Regions from separate parts of the Mus musculus genome. Here regions 1, 2, 3, 5 and 6 are each linked to region 4. The links are chromatin contacts, called in public HiChIP or PLAC-seq maps. All regions are on one chromosome and are shown on one strand. The core of a region is the stretch at or near the end of the contact, and the rest is flanking DNA. Distances in the headings are between cores, read along the strand shown. Region 1 has its middle 10 kb from the start of 4930471E19Rik. Region 2 has its middle 25 kb from the start of Gm34952. Region 3 overlaps Gm35062 (a long non-coding RNA gene). Region 4 has its middle 46 kb from the start of Llph. Region 5 has its middle 7.3 kb from the start of Gm35182. Region 6 has its middle 23 kb from the start of Gm35062.

The links. HiChIP or PLAC-seq counts read pairs in DNA pulled down with a chosen protein or histone mark.
Region 1: a CTCF HiChIP or PLAC-seq map of the NIH/3T3 cell line shows a contact between it and region 4, with 5 read pairs. The contact joins two enhancer-like sites. A contact is called at or near these places in 1 of 15 datasets of contacts at CTCF or cohesin (the NIH/3T3 cell line), 1 of 484 Hi-C or Micro-C datasets (embryonic stem cells), 5 of 115 datasets of contacts at active chromatin or transcription factors (the NIH/3T3 cell line, embryonic hindbrain, embryonic stem cells and 1 more) and 2 of 9 other capture datasets (embryonic stem cells and embryonic tail).
Region 2: an H3K4me3 HiChIP or PLAC-seq map of embryonic forebrain shows a contact between it and region 4, with 5 times the contacts expected there. The contact joins two enhancer-like sites. A contact is called at or near these places in 12 of 115 datasets of contacts at active chromatin or transcription factors (bone marrow-derived macrophages, craniofacial prominence, differentiating embryonic stem cells and 5 more) and 2 of 9 other capture datasets (embryonic stem cells and embryonic trunk).
Region 3: a contact with region 4 is called in a CTCF HiChIP or PLAC-seq map of the NIH/3T3 cell line, with 9 read pairs. The contact joins two enhancer-like sites. A contact is called at or near these places in 1 of 39 promoter capture datasets (the C10 cell line), 1 of 15 datasets of contacts at CTCF or cohesin (the NIH/3T3 cell line), 14 of 484 Hi-C or Micro-C datasets (the G1E-ER4 cell line, the N1E-115 cell line, the STO cell line and 9 more), 11 of 115 datasets of contacts at active chromatin or transcription factors (the NIH/3T3 cell line, bone marrow-derived macrophages, craniofacial prominence and 7 more) and 1 of 9 other capture datasets (embryonic stem cells).
Region 5: an H3K4me3 HiChIP or PLAC-seq map of craniofacial prominence shows a contact between it and region 4, with 5 times the contacts expected there. The contact joins two enhancer-like sites. A contact is called at or near these places in 1 of 15 datasets of contacts at CTCF or cohesin (the NIH/3T3 cell line), 1 of 484 Hi-C or Micro-C datasets (bone marrow-derived macrophages), 14 of 115 datasets of contacts at active chromatin or transcription factors (the NIH/3T3 cell line, bone marrow-derived macrophages, craniofacial prominence and 8 more) and 1 of 9 other capture datasets (embryonic stem cells).
Region 6: a CTCF HiChIP or PLAC-seq map of the NIH/3T3 cell line shows a contact between it and region 4, with 5 read pairs. The contact joins two enhancer-like sites. A contact is called at or near these places in 1 of 15 datasets of contacts at CTCF or cohesin (the NIH/3T3 cell line), 2 of 484 Hi-C or Micro-C datasets (embryonic stem cells and granulosa cells), 5 of 115 datasets of contacts at active chromatin or transcription factors (craniofacial prominence, embryonic basal ganglia, embryonic midbrain and 1 more) and 1 of 9 other capture datasets (embryonic stem cells).

What each region holds. Positions count from the first base shown.
Region 1 is chr10:120,644,978-120,647,819 of GRCm38.p6, reverse strand. No RefSeq gene overlaps it. Among named protein-coding and RNA genes, the nearest start is that of 4930471E19Rik, 10 kb to the right of the region's middle. RefSeq lists an enhancer at 1-1,777. Within about 2 kb of position 1,424, at least 86 of the 459 cell types and tissues checked have an H3K27ac peak or open chromatin away from gene starts, as enhancers often do. A contact at or near this core is called in the NIH/3T3 cell line, where this site is marked.
Region 2 is chr10:120,552,035-120,554,734 of GRCm38.p6, reverse strand. No RefSeq gene overlaps it. Among named protein-coding and RNA genes, the nearest start is that of Gm34952, 25 kb to the right of the region's middle. RefSeq lists an enhancer at 1,138-2,700. Within about 2 kb of position 1,419, at least 93 of the 459 cell types and tissues checked have an H3K27ac peak or open chromatin away from gene starts, as enhancers often do. A contact at or near this core is called in craniofacial prominence, embryonic forebrain and embryonic limb bud, where this site is marked.
Region 3 is chr10:120,693,217-120,695,982 of GRCm38.p6, reverse strand. It overlaps Gm35062 (a long non-coding RNA gene), which reads right to left. Exons shown (of 3, transcript XR_872122.1): 2 at 1,172-1,383; 3 at 804-832. Among named protein-coding and RNA genes, the nearest start is that of Gm35062, 6.2 kb to the right of the region's middle. Within about 2 kb of position 1,297, at least 25 of the 459 cell types and tissues checked have an H3K27ac peak or open chromatin away from gene starts, as enhancers often do. A contact at or near this core is called in the NIH/3T3 cell line and tail fibroblasts, where this site is marked.
Region 4 is chr10:120,271,204-120,274,104 of GRCm38.p6, reverse strand. No RefSeq gene overlaps it. Among named protein-coding and RNA genes, the nearest start is that of Llph, 46 kb to the right of the region's middle. Within about 2 kb of position 1,309, at least 69 of the 459 cell types and tissues checked have an H3K27ac peak or open chromatin away from gene starts, as enhancers often do. A contact at or near this core is called in the NIH/3T3 cell line, craniofacial prominence, embryonic forebrain and 2 more, where this site is marked.
Region 5 is chr10:120,743,603-120,746,622 of GRCm38.p6, reverse strand. No RefSeq gene overlaps it. Among named protein-coding and RNA genes, the nearest start is that of Gm35182, 7.3 kb to the left of the region's middle. Within about 2 kb of position 1,357, at least 150 of the 459 cell types and tissues checked have an H3K27ac peak or open chromatin away from gene starts, as enhancers often do. A contact at or near this core is called in the NIH/3T3 cell line, craniofacial prominence and embryonic forebrain, where this site is marked.
Region 6 is chr10:120,664,307-120,667,154 of GRCm38.p6, reverse strand. No RefSeq gene overlaps it. Among named protein-coding and RNA genes, the nearest start is that of Gm35062, 23 kb to the left of the region's middle. Within about 2 kb of position 1,419, at least 76 of the 459 cell types and tissues checked have an H3K27ac peak or open chromatin away from gene starts, as enhancers often do. A contact at or near this core is called in the NIH/3T3 cell line, where this site is marked.

The DNA.
Region 1 (2,842 bases), core at 175-2,674, 370 kb before region 4:
TCTATTTGGCTACCAGTTAGAGGTCCAAAGGTAGAGAATGTTAAAGCCGAGGGAAGAGCGAGGGACATCCAGCCTGCGCGTCGCCGCAGACTTCAAGCTGGAAGTGAGAGCCAGCCTACCTGAAGCAGGGTTAGGACCCAATCTCACCCTAACTTTTAGAAACGTTCTTCCCTGTACCACGCTTTCTTTATGATCCTCTCTCTGTGTGTCTCTTTCTTTTTCTGTGTGTGGGAGTGTGTATGTGGTGTACTGTGGTGTGAGTGTATGTGTGTGTGTGGTATGGTGTGTGTGTGTGTATGGTTTGATGTGTTGTGGTATGTTTGTATGTATGTGTGTGTGTGTGGTGTGTGTATGGTGTGTAGTGTGGTGTGTGTTTCTGTGACTCCGGGTTTAAGCACTCAGCAGGATCATAAGGATTCATGTTTGCTAAGCCAGAGAAATCAAATGCATAGCATCAAAACCCTCCCACTTGGAAAAACATTAGAATCCTGGGAATTTCTGGAAACACCAGAGAGCCCAGCCCCAGGACCTGCAGTGTAAACACTGTGGCTAATTTGTTGAAGTGAGATGCCATTGGTGATTCTCCCTGCCTTGAGAGACGACAGGACTCCCGGGCGGAACAAAGCAGATTGCTGTAGTAGATTGCCGGCCTGCAGAGGCCGGCTGTGGAGAGTGATCAGGAAAACACCAGACACGGTACTGAGACAGATCATCTTTCTTAAAGAGGAGTTAAAAAAAAGAAAAAGAAAAAGAAATTTAAAAAAAGAACTCAAAAGGAATTCCCCTCCCCGGGAGTTTGCCTTGAAGAGGGCAATCATTTCTCTGGCTCCGCTCCTGCCCACAGACTGTTGGACACAACGGGAGAGCGAAGCTTGGCTCTGCTCGCTCGCTTGCTTACAGAAGCAGCTCTCAGACCAGTGGACAAGGCTAACGCTGCCGAGAGCAAGCTGAAGGCTGGATAGCACTCGAGCAATCGAGTTAGACACAGTTAACTCTCAACAAGCGTCCTGCTCACTATGATTTCATAGGGCTTATTCATATAACCAAAAAACGGTGCTCTTCAGCACTTAGTTGTTTATTATTATTATCATCATTATTATTAATCAAAGCAAGGTGTCCATATGCTGGTCTGCAGAATGGCCTCCCTGGCCTACCAAAGTTTACCATTTCGACTAGGTTTGATCTGGGGCTTACGGCTTTTTCTTTTTCCTTCCCATGGATTTAAAGACTATTCTATTTATTTGCATGGAGTGTTTTAAAAATATCTTTTTAAGTTCTCATTTCCACTCATCAATAGAATACTTCTACCCTCTTTCTATTCTGGTACTAAAGAATGGAAAATCTAGCGCTAAGATCAGAACACTGCCCTTCCTCATGCCCAGGCTACTACTGGAAAATTCCGGTTACCAGACTGCGGTGGCTCACCCAGGAGGAGGTGGTGCAGCTCAGACAGGACTCACTTCTTCTCCTGTGCATTTTCAGGGCGTGGCCACTTTGTCTTCCTAAAAACAGCATTTTAAATGATACTTCCTTTAGGAAATAAGACCCACTTTGGGGTTTTTAAGAGTACTTACCTTCAAGGAAAAAAATTTAAGGGCCACAAAATGCCCTCTGAGGTTGGCTTAGTGGAAGGTAGAAGTTTCTTCTATTTTCAGTTCCAGCTAGGAGGGCAACCATTATGATGCACTTTGAAATGCTATTAGTCAATTTTTTCAGTATTCTAATTCTAGGTGGCAAATGGCATTGACTCTCAGTTGCTTGTGGCTGCAAATAGTCTCTCTCTCTCTCTCTCTCTGTGTGTGTGCGTGTGTGTGTCTCCCCCTCTCTGTCTCTTTTTGTCTCCCTCTCTCCATCTCTGTCTCTGTCTGTCTGTCTATCTCCCTCTCTCTGTCTCTCATTTTTCTCTGTCTCCCATCTGTCTCTTCTCTGTCTGTCTGTCTCTTTCTTTCTCCCTTCTGAATCTTTCTTTCTCTCTCCCCCCCCCCCCCTCCCTACCTCCAGGGAGGATGTGAATATAGGCAGTGAGATTTCATCTTGCTCAATGAATATGTTCAAGTTGCCTTCATCTATCTCATTCTGGGGTGAATGGCTGACTGGGACTTGCTCTAATGGGACACTTTAAACCAGAGGCACAAGCAAGCATCTTCTTGCATTCCATTGGCCAGAGCAAATCATATGGTAAATTTGGGGAACACACTTTGCCTGCCCTATACAAAGATCCTGCAGACGTAAATGACAAGGGGTATGGTGTATGGGCTGAAAATCCTCCCTCACCCCACTGCTGGGGATCAAACCCAGGGTTTTACACATGGTCAGCAAGCGCTCTATGTCCTATCTCCAGTTTTCCAAAAGCTTTTTCTTTTCCCCATAATCATTCATGTTTATTTTAATTAAAATATAATTACAATACTTTGCCCCTCTCCTTTCTTTCCACCACTCCTTTCATGCCTCCCCCTCACCCACTCTTAAATTGATGGCCTTTCCCCTCTAATTATTATTTTTACATATATCTGTTTTGCTGTTATACACACACATATATGTGTATATATATATGTGTGTGTGTGTAACTATCTGTATCTATATCTATGCATCTGTATGTGTTATATATATGGTTATGTATATATGTCTATACACACACACACACACACACACACACACACATATATATATATATATATATATATATATATATATATATATATACACACATATCACATGCACAGATGCACATAAGTATGTATAGCCATACTGTACTGAGTCTGGGTAGTGCTGCAAGGGTATGGATGATTTCAGGGCTGATTACTTGGTATTGAGCAGTGAGAGAATTGTTCCAAATCTGCTG
Region 2 (2,700 bases), core at 170-2,669, 280 kb before region 4:
CTTTCCTTTTCTCTTCTTTTTCTTCAAGCACTTTACCCATTGAGCCAATCCCATGGCACCAGTACACTCAATGACAATAGTGTCTTTGATAAGATATATTTGCTGGGGCTGGAGAGATGGCTCAGAGGTTAAGAGCACTGACTGCTCTTCCAAAGGTCCCGAGTTCAATTCCCAGCAACCACATGGTGGCTCACAACCATCTGTAATAAGATCTGACGCCCTCTTCTGGTGTGTCTGAAGACAGCTACAGTGTACTTACATATAATAAATAAATAAATATTTTTTAAAAAAAGATATATTTGCTGCTACAAATCAACCGTTTTTCATCAAATAAAGTTATTTTGAGACAGACTGTCTGATGAGCAACTGTTTGCTTTTATATACAACAAATAAAGTCAGCTGGCCAGTGCTTCCCTTTGTTCAGAGATTAGAAGTTAGTAGACATGGTGAGAGGGAAGAAAAAATGTGAACTAATTTGGAAATTGAGAGGAGAAAAGAAGGGGGAGAGAGGATGGGAGGGAGGGAGACAGAGAGACACACACACACACAGAGCCATTTACACCAGGTCTTGGATTCAAACCCAGAACTTTAAACAAAAGCTCACCTTTAAACAAGAGTGCCACCCACCAGCACAGCACACTTACAGCAGGTGGGTCCCTTAGGGCTACCACTACCTCCAGCAACCCACCTTTACCTGCAGCTACCTCAGGATCCAGATCTGCGTTCTAGCACAACAAACGCAAGGATGTGAGTTGAGTCTGAAGACCACAGAAAGTGACTTTGTGAATGTCCCCCTACCATGTATCCGCTTAAACATCTTTTTGTTTTTACTATTGCAACTTGTTCCGTTATTCTCTTCCTTCATTTCGATACTCTGTTCCTCACCACCATAACTTAGGGAATCCAAATTACCTTGCACCCCAAGATCACATCCTGAACATGAAGAGGAAAACACAATGTAAGGGGGCTATGATTTAGGCGACCTTCAGAACCCTTTCTTGTTCATCTCATCCTGTCCCTCCAAGATCCCGAATCTCTTCCCTTCTGTGTCACTTTCACTTCTAGGTCAACAAATATTTGACCGTTTTGAACAGATGTGTTTGTAAACTTACATGAGGAGCTCTTGAGAAGTAAGTTAGGGCAAGAGAGAACACTGCTTCTTCTCTCTCAGGAGAACCTTTAGCATGTAATCTCTACCTAACATGTCTCTGGGCAGATTATGATCTATGTCCAAAAAGGCTGGAGGAAGCCACGGGAGGATGCAGGCTCCCTGACTTGCCAGTCAGCACCTTCAGCTCTCTCCAGACCCAAAGTCTGGACTAGGTGAAACCAGCCAGCTCCATGCCTGGCTCAGGTCGAACCACAAAGTCACGCCTAACGTAGATTTGCCCATTGGCTGCAGGCCGGGCGCCCCTCAGTCTGAGGGGGGCGGAGTCTGGAGGGGGTGGAGTCTATCGGCAACTGGGCCACTGCTCCCACCCTTCTAGGGGACCCTTGTTTGGCGGTTTCTTTTTCCTCTTTGGGAAAAAGTTACCAACTTCATTGGCGTCGCTGCTCTGCAACTAGTCCCTCCAACCCCGCTCCCGGAGGCTGAGCTCAGATGCTCCGCAGACGCCGCCCAGCGGTCCAGGCCAGGGGCCCCGTGCCTCTGTCGGGGTCGCCTTTTCTCTGCTTGCACCCACGGCTACACCGATCTGCACAGCAGCATGGAGCCCGCACGCTGCCGGGTCCCCTCTCCTGACGTACACCTACCCCACCCCCTAACCAGTAGGACACTCTCCATCCTACTCCGGGTCCTCTTACGTACACCACCTTCACTCTCACCGAGGCTACCTAGAGTCACAGCCTCCTCCCTCCCGGTGGTGGCCGCCTTCTGTGCGTTCCCTAGGGTTCGTCATGCGCTAAATCTCCTGGCTCACATTTAGGGATCATATCCCCGCGCGCGCATTTTCCGAGATCACCCACGTGCTCTCATTCTCATTCTGCCCCAGCAACGGCCCGCATTGCGCGGTGGCCCCTCGAGCCGCGGATCGTGGGAACCAGGCTGGGCCCCTTCGTCCCTGTCCCTCCTAGGTCATCCATCTCCCACCCAGTCTGCTGCCGAGACTTCAAAGGCGCCCCTGCCGGCGCGGGCCCCCTGACCCCGTGCGCAGAGCAGACGGCTGGGGCGCTCGGCGCGGAGGGAGGCCAGTTGGCTCATCCAGACACGCTCGGTCCTGCAAGTGGCTGCGTGGGTACCGAAACGGCCTTGGGTCTAGCCGTACAATAGCCTCTGACAAGGCCGTACCACGCTCGGGCCACCTAGGGTTGTCCCCCACCCCCATTCCCAACCCTCCGCCAGCAAGGTCCTTGATTCGTTTCTTCCGGAAGGAAATCTGGATCAGGACTGACTCCTTTCCAAGCAGAATAAGAAAAATCGTTCCCAGCGCTTGCTCCCCCTCCTAAAAATAAAATAAAATCAAATCAAAATAAAAATAAATAAGAGTCTCCCCTGACACTTAAGCAGCACTTCCTTCTTTCTTCCCTCCGTCCCATTCGGACACCCCTAATTGACAGACTCTAATCCCCGGATCGGAACTACTTCTGCCGGGAAGATTTGGCCGGCTTTTCCTTTTCTCTCAGCATTCCTGAAAAGCCAATTCGTTCTGAGCTGCGTTGATGGAGGGCAGGGGGGAGGAGGGTTACTTCCAACTTCTGGCA
Region 3 (2,766 bases), core at 48-2,547, 420 kb before region 4:
TGAAAACAGACAACTGGGAGGGGGGCTGTGCTCTTCAGTCTCTGGGTACACTGGGAAGCCCGTAGTTCTGCCCTGAATACTGGTGGTACCGTCTGAGGTTGGGGAACCTTTCAGAGAATATTTGCTAGGCACATCAACAATTTATCTCTTCTGAGGAGGGCCTGCTGTCTGAACACAGTCCTTGTGGCACCTCACACTAGCCTTCCTGCTCAGAAAAAAAAACAAAAACAAAAACAAAAAAACCCTTGACTTGCCTTAATGCTCTGTCTTGGCTGTTTTGAAATTCCAAACAAAAGACTCCATTTTGCCTCTGCCCTTGTAAACTGCCTCTGCCTGCAGTCTCCACCTCTGCCACCTCTCCTCCCTTCTTCAAGGGTCTTTGGTTCTCTGTTTCCATCTTATCAGGGAGAGGAGCCACTCTCTCCCACTGTCTATGCTCTAATGACTTTACTTGCCCGCCCTGGAGAATGGGCGTTTATCTCCTGAGTCAGGTCAAGAAGGGCAGCAGATGACGTCCGGGATGGGGACGTTGTGGTCTTCCGTTTTGCAGAGGTCTTGTCTTTGTTAGCTAACTTTGTTAACTCTGAGATTGGTTTCTGACGGTTTCGCCCGCTTGAAAGGAGATGCTGGGATTCGAATTCCAGCACCAATTGCTGCTACACCCAGAAAAAAAAAACAAGGTGAGAGCCAGAAAACACAGGTTGAGAGGGTGGTAGCAACAGTACACACCTTTAAGCCCAGCACTTGGGAGTCAGAAACAGGTGGATCTCGGTGAGTTGGAGGCCAGTCTCCAGAGTGAGTTTCAGGACAGCCAAGGCTACACAGAGAAACCCTGTCTTGAAAAAAGACAACAACAATTACAAAAAAACAAACTAACAAAAAACAAAAAGCAAAACAAACAAAAACAGACAACAAACAAAAAGCCAGACCAGACCAAACCAAACCACCCCCTTCTCCTACATAAAGCAACCGAACAGTAGAGACCTCAGTTGGATGTGACAGTAGACAGTCTCATACAGATCTCAGTTCAACCTGGGACACTTTAAACTGAAAAGAGATTCTGCTCCCAATACAGCAGTAAAATGTGAACTGGGGCCATTACAGGGTGGGGACAGATGCAAATGTAGGAGGGAGGGAGGACTTGAACCTATGTGGCCCCTACTGTTCTCACATTCATTAGGAGACTAGGTCAGCCTTCTTGACCATGAAACCTTTCCGCTGCGGTCTTGTTGATTTCGTTGGGGAAAGAACAGGCGGCAGGCTGGGCGGGCTGGGTTCGCGAGAAGGGAACCGCATTCGTGAGAGGTCCTGAATGCGCATTCCGCAGTTGCAATTGGCCAGCGCTCCAGGCATGAATGGGGAGAGTTTCATCTTCACGATTTACTGAAAACAGACGGTGAAGTTCGAGAAGCAAATGTGAAACGCTCATTCCGAAAGCCTTTTTATATACATGTTAAATCAGTGTGTGGGAAAGAGACCACAGAGATTGTTTAAACATTCGTACTGATGACACTCCGGCTCTAAAATATGCAGTTCCTTGTAGTTATAGGCAGAATTAATCACATATGGAGGAAGTCATCTTTTGAAACCGGATTAAAAGGAAATAGTTCATAACTCAGTGATATCAACATGCACGCCCCTCCCCCGCCCCCCGCCCAGGCCTGGGACACTCCTCTGCCTCCTTATCTCCCACTGTCTGAAGATGTTATTTTCTCACTTGGGGTGCCATGATCCAGCTATGTGACTCTGCAGAGAGAATCTGGATGTGGAGCCAGAATGGAAGAGATATCATTTAAGCCTGACTCAAGACCAGAATAATTAGGAGTCTCTTCCTGACCCTCGATTCTGCAGTTCAGCTGAGGTCTCTAGTCCTACTGTTAATAGGAAACATAGGAAGACAGGTCATCTCTACCCTTGAACTTCATCAGGAGAAGGCAGCAAGACATTTGGCTTAAAGAGTCTTCCCTCACCACTAGCATCCATCTTTAACTACATTACCCCAAGTGCTTGACAGGGACTTTTGTCAACCACAGGCAGTTAGGCAGCTTGGGAAAGAACCCTTATCTATGGCGCTCACTGGGGAAACCTATGGCAGTCACCTAAAGACAGTCTAAGTACTGGTCCAAGTCTCTCTCTCACTCACTCACTCCCCCTAAGACATCATGTGCTGTACAAAGTACTGGTAGGTGAACCCCATGTGTATCACCCACGGAAGTCATCTGGTTTTAAGGGAGCTGCTGTTTTTAAAAAGAGCAGTCCCACTAATACCCCCCCTCTCTCACCCCTCTCTTTTCCTTTCTTCCTTTCCTCTACCTCCTCCTCTTCTCCTCTTCTTCTTCTTCAAGATACACTGAGTTGAGAATATCCACGTTCATTTTGAAGTTCCTTCCCTTAAATGAGAGATTGTGTGTGTGGATGGGGGTGTGGGGTGTGTCTGGACTGAGACATGAGGCAATTCCGAAAATATGAATGAAAGAATATAAATATTTCTCCGGCCTCTGTAGTCTTCATTAAAGCACACCAGAGGAAGAGCCGGGCTGCCCTTCTATATTTAATTTGGACTCCAACCTCTTCAGCAGCATGATTAATTTTAGCTTATCATATGGAATGTCTGCCTACCTATAAATAAGTCTATTCATCTTTAGGAGGGCATAAATATGCCTCCTGTTTTACAGCCCCCCAAAAAAACCAAAACCCCAAAAAACAAAACCCTTTCATATCATTGTAATGAGATCTTTTTCCAGGACAATAGCTCAGCTCAGCCTC
Region 4 (2,901 bases), core at 60-2,559:
CTCCTACTCTCGAGGCAAACGGTGCTGCAAAAGGCTCTCAGGCAGTAAAGGGATACACTGGTCCATGCTGCTGAGCATGCGTCTGGGATGCACACTTATTTACCACACACCACATCTGTCTGGGATGCACACTTATTTACCACACACCACATCTGTCTGGGATGCACACTTATTTACCACTCGCCACATGTGTCTGGGATGCACACTTATTTACTCCGCACCACATGTGTCTGGGATGCACTCTTATTTACCACACACCACATCTGTCTGGGATGCACACTTATTTACCACACACCACATCTGTCTGGGATGCACACTTATTTACCACACACCACATCTGTCTGGGATGCACACTTATTTACTGTGTACTATGTTCAATTTAAGGAAAATAAATGTGAAGGCAGCAACCATGAAGGACAGAGGGCATGGGTTTTCTGTAATTGCAAGGAGACTTGGGTAATGCTGTGTGCATGTTTGATTTAAAATGTTAAAATATTAACAGAAGTTTTCTATAGCAGAGTGTTCCTATCACAGTGAAGTGACTCATAAGAATGCTAAATTCAAACCAGATGGGCACAAACATTACTGGGCGAAAAAAAAAATCATATATTTGGGAGTCAGCGTGGGTCGTCATAAAAATGAAGACCTTGTCGGAGTTCCTGAAGATTGAACTTGCAGAAGTGAAAAGGGAAACAAGGGGAGAGATATTCTCGACTTCCTCTGCGTTAGACAGGCCACCGTCAATTAGAAGAGCTAACATTTATAAAACTTTAGATTGCCGTTTTAATTCATAAAAGATGACTGTTACAGTCCAGAGAGCTCAGATGTGCCAGAGCCCAGGATTCATTAGTTCAGCCGCATGCCACCCTAATAGTGCCCAAGACTCATCTTACTTCCTTCCCGCCCTAAGTCACCCTCATTGAAGATCTATGTGGTATAGAAACTTCCAGCCTGGCCTTTAGTATTCTCCCAGCAAACCACAGAGGAAAATTCCCATTGCAGGGTCAGACACCCAACCAAATCTCTGCTCTCTTAGTTTGTTTGTTTGTTTTTGTTTGTTTTGTTTTTCCCTCCGAGCTTTTCCCCGTTTTCAGATGATCTGCCCCATGTGCTGTGTTTAAATGCGTATGTACCCTACAAGAAGAAAAATATGTGGTCTCGGAATTAATACTTTTTTTTGACTTATAGGGAAATTCCAGTTGTGTTTAACTTGGACTGTGGGATCCGGGAGCTTTACAGAGAGGAGAAACGACGACGAGTGTGTTTTGAGCAGAAATGTGAATCAGGAGTTCCCCACTGTTTGGTTGCTGGAATCCCAGACAACACGGGGAGAAATGATAAGCGCATAATTTAGTCTGGCAGCCGTAGCACTCAGCCTGCGAGCTTGTCAGGTTCTGACTAGGGATGAGAGACCTCCCAGGGACAAGAAGGTACTTCAGGAAACGGTGTTTCTGATTCCGTAGGTGGCCTCTTTCTCCCTGGGTCCCTGTGAATAAGATGCCCGCGTGGTGTTAGGGGGCACTGTGCTCAACTGTGCTGTTTACCTTTCTGAAGAAACCTAAAACCACAGACCTAACCATTTGTGGCCACCGGAGATCTTACAGCGGACTCTCTAAGGCCAGTTGTGTTAACTCCAGAATGCTGGCCCGAGTCCAGCTCAAGTAATTACATTCTGCTCCCCTCAAACTCCCCCTGTAGTTTCCACTGAATCCGATAGTCTGGACCCTCCATCAAGCAGCCTGGCCGGCTCGGTGGTGGTTAGCATTCCACAGAGAGGCAGCCTGTAAGTCCAAGCTGGAAGAAATGAGTGTTCCATCCCCACCAAGCTGCGGCAAATTGGAATTAGCTAGTGTTCATGAAAGCCTCGGGAAACCCGTTTTTTTGAGTGTGTTCACAATCAAAGCTACCTCCTTTGCCCTAGGGAGCCACCTCTGCGAGTGTCGCTTTAACGAAAACGAGTATAGAGATCCTGGGAGGGCAGAGTAGAGTCCTACTCACCTCTGACCTGGAAATACCCTATCTGGGGCAGGGCCAGCAGGGGAGGTGAGTTGAGAAAGCACCGCTCTAACTGTAACAAAGCTCAGAGGCCAGAGAAAAGGAGAAGGGTCTGCGAATGACGTCATATTACGAAGGAATAAAGGATCTTGGGAGGTTTAGCTAAAAGGGGAGAGAGAGGGGCGGGGGGGGGGGGGAGAAAAGAAAGAAGAGGGAGGGGAAAGGAGCAAAGAAAGAAAAAGAAGAAGGAAGGAAGGCAGGTAGGCAGGCAGGCGAGAAGTTAAAATAATTATAAAGAACAAAAGGGGGAAGTAGGAGGGAGGAAAGGGCGAAGAGTGGAGATGAGCAAAAGGGAAAGAGAGAAAGAAGAAACCAAGGGCAGGAGAGAGAGAGAGAGGGAGAGAGAGAGAGAGAGAGAGAGAGAGAGAGAGAGAGAAGGCAGGGAAGTAGAAGAAAAAGGAAGGAAGCTGATATTTAGTACACGGGGCTGATATTTAGATATACGGGGCAGAACCAGAACGAAGGAGGAGTAAGAAACCAGAGACACAGAGCAGAGCCTCCCTCCCTGCTCTGGCCTGCAGGGTCCTTCCTTTCTCACACACCACCTCCATGCATCTTAGCCACTCAGCTCAAAGCCTGACACCTAATGAAATTCATCCCATCAGGAGCCCACTCAGTGGCTCACTTACCGGTGGCACTAACCACACCAGCTCCACTGGCTGCCAATGGACAGATCTCATGGCTTCTGAAAGTCACATGCCATCAGCGAGTCTCTCGTATTGACCAGGACAGAAACCATTCTCTCTCTCAATGTATTTTATTTGATAGCGTTAAGCAAAGCTGATTCAACTCTTCAAACAGGTCATTTTCAATCGCTACTACTTATTAGCTGGGGGCAGCAGCAGA
Region 5 (3,020 bases), core at 108-2,607, 470 kb before region 4:
TACATCCACATATTGCTAGTTCCTGCATAGTCTATACGCAGATAAAGACTTGAGAAATTGGTCGTCCTTTGGTTTCGGACCCTGGGACAAGGAGTCGAGGTACATATTTTACACAATGGAGCAGACCTGGTCTCCAGGGTCTCCCAGAGTCCCTCAGTCCCTTCCTGGCACACCTTGACCCCAACCTTGAACTTTTTAACCCAGGGGCTGGGCTGCCCTTCCCTCTGAGGTTTCTCCCTATATAATCCAGACTGCCCCCTCACCCCCTCTGTGTGTCTGTGCACGAGCACACATGTTCAAACTGGTTTTCAAGTGTAACACGTTTCCCAAATGACACTGAGGATTTACGTTGTGTGTAGATCCCTGCAATGCCAGTTTATACATAGGAATGGAGAATGGACAAGCTGGGCTGTAAGTTCCCTGGGAAGTGACTAGGGAGGACAGGGCTGCCAGGATCAGCAGACACTGCCACAGAAAGCTGAACTTGGGTGACTCCTCTGTCACTGCCCTGTCCTTTCCCCTGTGACTTTGGCTAACACTCCCTCTTTCAGGCCTTTAAAAAGACATTGACTATTGCTTGTCTGCATAAAGAAAAAGTATTGCCTGGTCAGGCAGGGAAGACCAACTGGTGTGTGTCTTTAGTACTGACATGAGGATACAGGCTCCAGCAGGAATGAATCTCTCTGCTCTGGAAGCAGCTCATCTTGGTTTAACCAAACACAAAACTCAAAGGGGTCCAGGCAGTGGTGGCACATGCACTTGGGGGGCAGAGGCAGGCAGATTTCTGAGTTCAAGGTCAGCCTGGTCTACAGAGTGAGTTCCAGGACAGCCAGGGCTACACAGAGAAACCCTGCTCCGAAAAATTAAACACCAAAAATCAAACACCAAAAACCAAACCAAAACCAAAACCAAAACCAAAAAACCTAAAACTCAAAGGGGTTTTCCTCCGGTCCATGGGGCGATTTTTAAGAATGGCTCCTTGTGCCTGGCCCTTTGCCTGGTACATTTTTGTGACTTCCAGTCAAAATAGATGGATTCAGCCAGGATTTTCACTTTTCAAAAACAGTCACTGCTGGGTTCCTTGAAACTGCCACCACCAAACACTACCCCCCCCCACCCCCACATTTAAAACATGCTTTGATTTCTTGGAATTGGAGGCGCGGGGCTCCGAAGGGCCGCTACGACTCTGAAAAAGGAGCTGCTAGTGCCAGAGTTCCCACTGCCTGGGCGGCTATTGGCGGCTCTCCTACCACCAGCCTGGAATGCACACAAGCGGGCTGCTCTCCCCACTTTATCACAAAGGAGCTCATTTTGTGAATGAACAGCGCAGCCAGCAGCACAGCGCTATTCCGGGCGACCTTTGCCCGGGGATTGGATTCCCTCCCAGCGGGGAGATCAGGCCTTAGGAAAAGGTTAGTTCCTTGAGGTCCAAGGCCTGCTGGGCAGAGGTCTGGAGAGGGAAAAGCTCCGAGAACTTTTCTCCTCCCCCCAACCCCTCCCTCACCATCTCCAGCGACCGTTCTTCTGGCTGCTGTAGCTTTCTGTGCCTTTGTGGGTTTTTTTTTGGGGGGGGGGGACTGGCGGGTGTGTGTGTGGGGGGGTGCTGATTGGACTCTGCAGCAAGGAGCTATATAACTCCTGCAATTTTTACTTTTTTTTTTTTTTTTTTTTTTGGTAGCTGCCTAGTATTTCCCCGCTGCTTCCCAACAGCAATTCTGAGGTCCTCCCGAGTTTCCACCCCTTCCTCTCCATGCCACCCCCCCCCCCACCGTGGCGCTTCAGTTTGATGTTTTTTTGGTATCAAAGCAAGGTCTCCAGGAACCCTGCAACTAAAGACTTTAATGAGGACCATGCTCACGAAATCCTGGCTGCCAAAGACATGATGATTTATGCCCCTCACTCTCCCTAACAGCAAGAGGACTATTTGTAAAAATAAAAAAGCCGCTCATATGGAATTAAACAAGAGCATAGCTGCTTCCTTCCAGACCCCGGGAGCTTAACAAAGAGCATCCACACTCCAGCACATGGCGGGCGCCGGGCTTCCTATCACACAAAGCTAAATCCTGTTACCTCGGGCAGAGGCACACACTCTCTCTAAAACCCTGCCGGCAGACCTCAAAGGAGCAATGCAGAGGGCAATCAAATGAGTGGCCAGAAGAAAGAGGGGTGCCAGGAGCTTAGACCGAGGTCGAAGCACCCACCTGATGGGCTGCTGAGGGAGGAATTGAGGTGTTTGGTGTAAGATGGTTGAGCGACTGGCAAATAACTATTTGGTTTGGGTCAGCTGTGTGAAAGGCGGGAACCCTGAGAGCTCCCTTTTCTTGGATCTAGCATTATTGTTTCTGGGATAACTGGGGGTTCCCTCCTTGGGGGTTTTTACTCTTGTTAATAAAAGACTTTAGAAATGGACTCCAAGGAAACTCTGGGACAAGTTTATTAGAGTTTGAGAGAAAAGAAACAGAGTAGACAAACTGTAAGTTTTGGCAGCTGCCAAGAGGGGAGGAAGAGAGAGACAGAGAAAAAGAGAGACAGAGACACACAGAGAGAAACAGAGAGAGAGAGAGAGACAGAGAGAGAGGGACACACAGAGAGACAGAGAGGAAGAGAGGAAGAAAGAGGGAGAGAGGGAGGCGAGACATGTCTTTTGAGTTAAGAGGCAAGGACCCTGCCATTTTCAGCAGTAGACAGCCAAGCAGCAGCTTGGTAGAAGGAGCAGGCAAGCTTCAGGGAAGAGATGGGAAAGTCCAGTGTGTCACTGAAAGCATACTGAGGTTTCTGGGCCGTAGAGTAGGCAGGTTCTGCAAAGCTATGCAAGTGGCTGCATCAGCAGAGGGCATTCTGGGAGGAGGAAGAAGTAAGTTATCACATGAAGGGGGTGGTCATTCCTCCCATGTTCTCGCATATCTTTTTTTTTTTTTAAGAATTATTTATTTTATGTATGTGAGTACACTGTTGCTGTCTTTAGACACACCAGAAGAGGGCCTCGGATCCCATCACAGATGGTTGTGAGCCACCAATGT
Region 6 (2,848 bases), core at 170-2,669, 390 kb before region 4:
TAATGAGACCTAAAGGACACAGACTTGGAAGGAAGCTTTCCGTGTGGGGGTGGAGGGTGGGGTAGAGCAGGGTGCGTACTTGGGTTTCATTTGGGGAAAACAAACAAAACACCGTATTGCAATGTAAGTTAGTTTTAGATTTCTATTTGGGGGGGGGGGGGGAGGTATAAAAATATCCAACTTGAGCACCTTCCTTCTCACCTCCTGGACCGGGTCAGTAACTCTTAAGTACTTCTTCATTGCGATCTATCCTGGTTGTAACTGTTGAAGTATTTGTTGTAACGTTTTCCTGCTGGGATTGTAATTCCCTGAAGTAGAGACCTCCTGGCTATATTCAGTTATGATGTTTGGTTTTCATTCACATGCCTCCTGTTTCATCCATCGGCTGCTCTCATTTGGTCACATTTTTGTCTGCTGTTCCTCTTCCCACGGGCAGGCTCTTCTCTCTGCCCCATGCCATTTCCTCTCAGCCTTCTTGCCCTCCCAGCCTAGATGCGCGACTCATCCCCACCCCGCCCTCTTGGATCATGAGATTTAAAAGTGAAGAAACATTGATGTGAGACAATAAAAGTCTAAAAATGGTCTGTAAATAGACTCAAGATTCAAAGTAAGATAACTCAAGGGCAGGACAAAGGCAATTCTATTACTGCAGAAGACCAAGGATGCCTCCTGTTCATTTCTTCCTGAGCAGGTGCTATGCCTCCGGGAGTTGGCATCTGAAAGCTGAAGGCCAGCAAAGCCCTTGCAGATGAATGGTCTGGAATAGGGACAATTGGCTGGTGCCATAAGTGGTGTCTTGGTTCGCTTCATTAAACTCCTGGACACTAGAAATTCCTACACTTGAGGACTTTCCCTAGGTTAGATCCTGACCCACTCTGTATTTGCAAGCCAGAGCTGTTGTGTCTGCCTCTTTTCTTCTCTCTTCTCTCTCACCACTCCTCCTTCCCTTCCCTTCCCTTCCCTTCCCTTCCCTTCCCTTCCCTTCCCTTCCCTTCCCTTCCCTTCCCTTCCCTTCCCTTCCCTTCCCTTCCCTTCCCTTCCCTTCCCTTCCCTTGCCTGCCTGTCTAAGACTTAAAAGGAAGGAAGGAAGGCTGAGGGGAGGAACGAAGAAGGAAATGCGGAAAGGGGAAAGCGAGGAGAAGGAAAGGGAAGCTAAGCTAAACTTTCTCAGAGGACTAACTGACTCTTTGTTTAAGCACAGTTCATGTTGACAGGAACTGAAAGCAAAAGTGATATTGGCAGGCTCTCTGCTTCCCCTGAAGTGGTAAGTGGAGAGCCTGGAGTTTTGGAAGATTGCATCCCCCAAATCCTTGCATTATTTCCAACCACAAAAACAAAACAGAGGGCTGGAGAGGAACTCACAGGCACTGATGCCAAACCTCATTTGTTCGGATGAAGATAATGGGGCTCTCTGGTGAGTAACTTCCTTGAAGCCACTGAACTTAGGCGTTGGAGCCAAAATTCAGTCTTCTGGCCAGCCCCACACCCTTCCACTCACAGGATGCAGTTCTTCTGCTCAGGTTTAAATTTCAGACAAAGGGTCCACCATAAATGCACTTTCTCGGCTCTCAGTCTTTAATTTAAAAAAATGTACCGGAGACCCAGGATGTAATGATGAAGGAAAAAATAGTTATGTATTCTCTAGAAGCTGCTCAAGAAGGAAGAAAAGTTTGAAAGCAATTAAATGCCATCTCTCCTTGCGAGTGGGAACTCATTAGCACTGTCGGGATAATAAAGGTTTTTAGACAGGTTGCTGTTTCTACTACATATAGCACATGCTTTTGAAATGATGACAAAAATATTTCTCCAATGTTCTCCCAGACAGTGCATGCATCTGTCCCAGGTAAGCTGAAATGACTGAGCCTTGGGAAATCAAGTTGGCAAGCCCGCCAATAACACGAGTGATTCTGTTTGTCTTTAAATGATTGGTCCTATAAATATGAAAATCATAAGACATAGCTGGGTTCTACTGGTCCTCCAGAAAACCCCAAGTTCTCCTTTAGTTATGTCTCTGAAGCACTAGAATTGCTTCAACCTCTTAAGACAAAATCCAAAGAATATACTTTAAAATACACTGATAAAAATTTCATTAAGATATTTGATATTGTTAGTCAGTCTTCAACCTACTAAAGGGTTGTATTCCCAAAAATCAGTGTGTGAATGAGTTATCTGGAATTCAGAGTGCATGTTCCCATGGAAATGGTGTCATCCATAGTAGGAGTTAGTCTCCAGGCTGTCCTTCCTCCGCCATTTGACTCTCTATACAGCAGGCCGCATCGTACTTTACAATTATTGTTTTAATTGTAATATCACTAATTAATTGGCTCCAAATAACCAACAGTTTTAGACAGCATTTGAAATACGAATGTCTAGAGAACAAGTTTCAGCTAGAGATATTTGAGGTGGTAGGTGGGGACCTTCTTGTCTTTTCTGTAGAGACTGTGTGGAGACTTTCAGAACTTGGGAGCAATACCAAGTCTCTAGTATATTTCACTTCCTCTAACCACTATGGCTAAGGTCTCTGAGGGTCCTGTTGCAGTTTCTATTATCACGAGGGGAATAGGGGAGGAGAGAAGGCAGAAGCTGAGGTCTTCCCACATCTATGCACACACGGCGCAAGCGGCAAGCACAATTGACACAGCATAACACAGTTGCTCTACTGAGAGTCAAGGAGAGTGGGTTTTGTCTGTGGGGATGCCAGTCTAAGAGTTCTCTGTGCACATAGGAGACCATGGCTGGTTTTCAGAAAGTTCAGAAGGGAAGGAAGAAGCATTTGCAGTGACTCTCAACCTTCTTAAAGCTGTGATATTTCCTCATGCTGTGGTGACCCCGGACCATTAAACTAGTT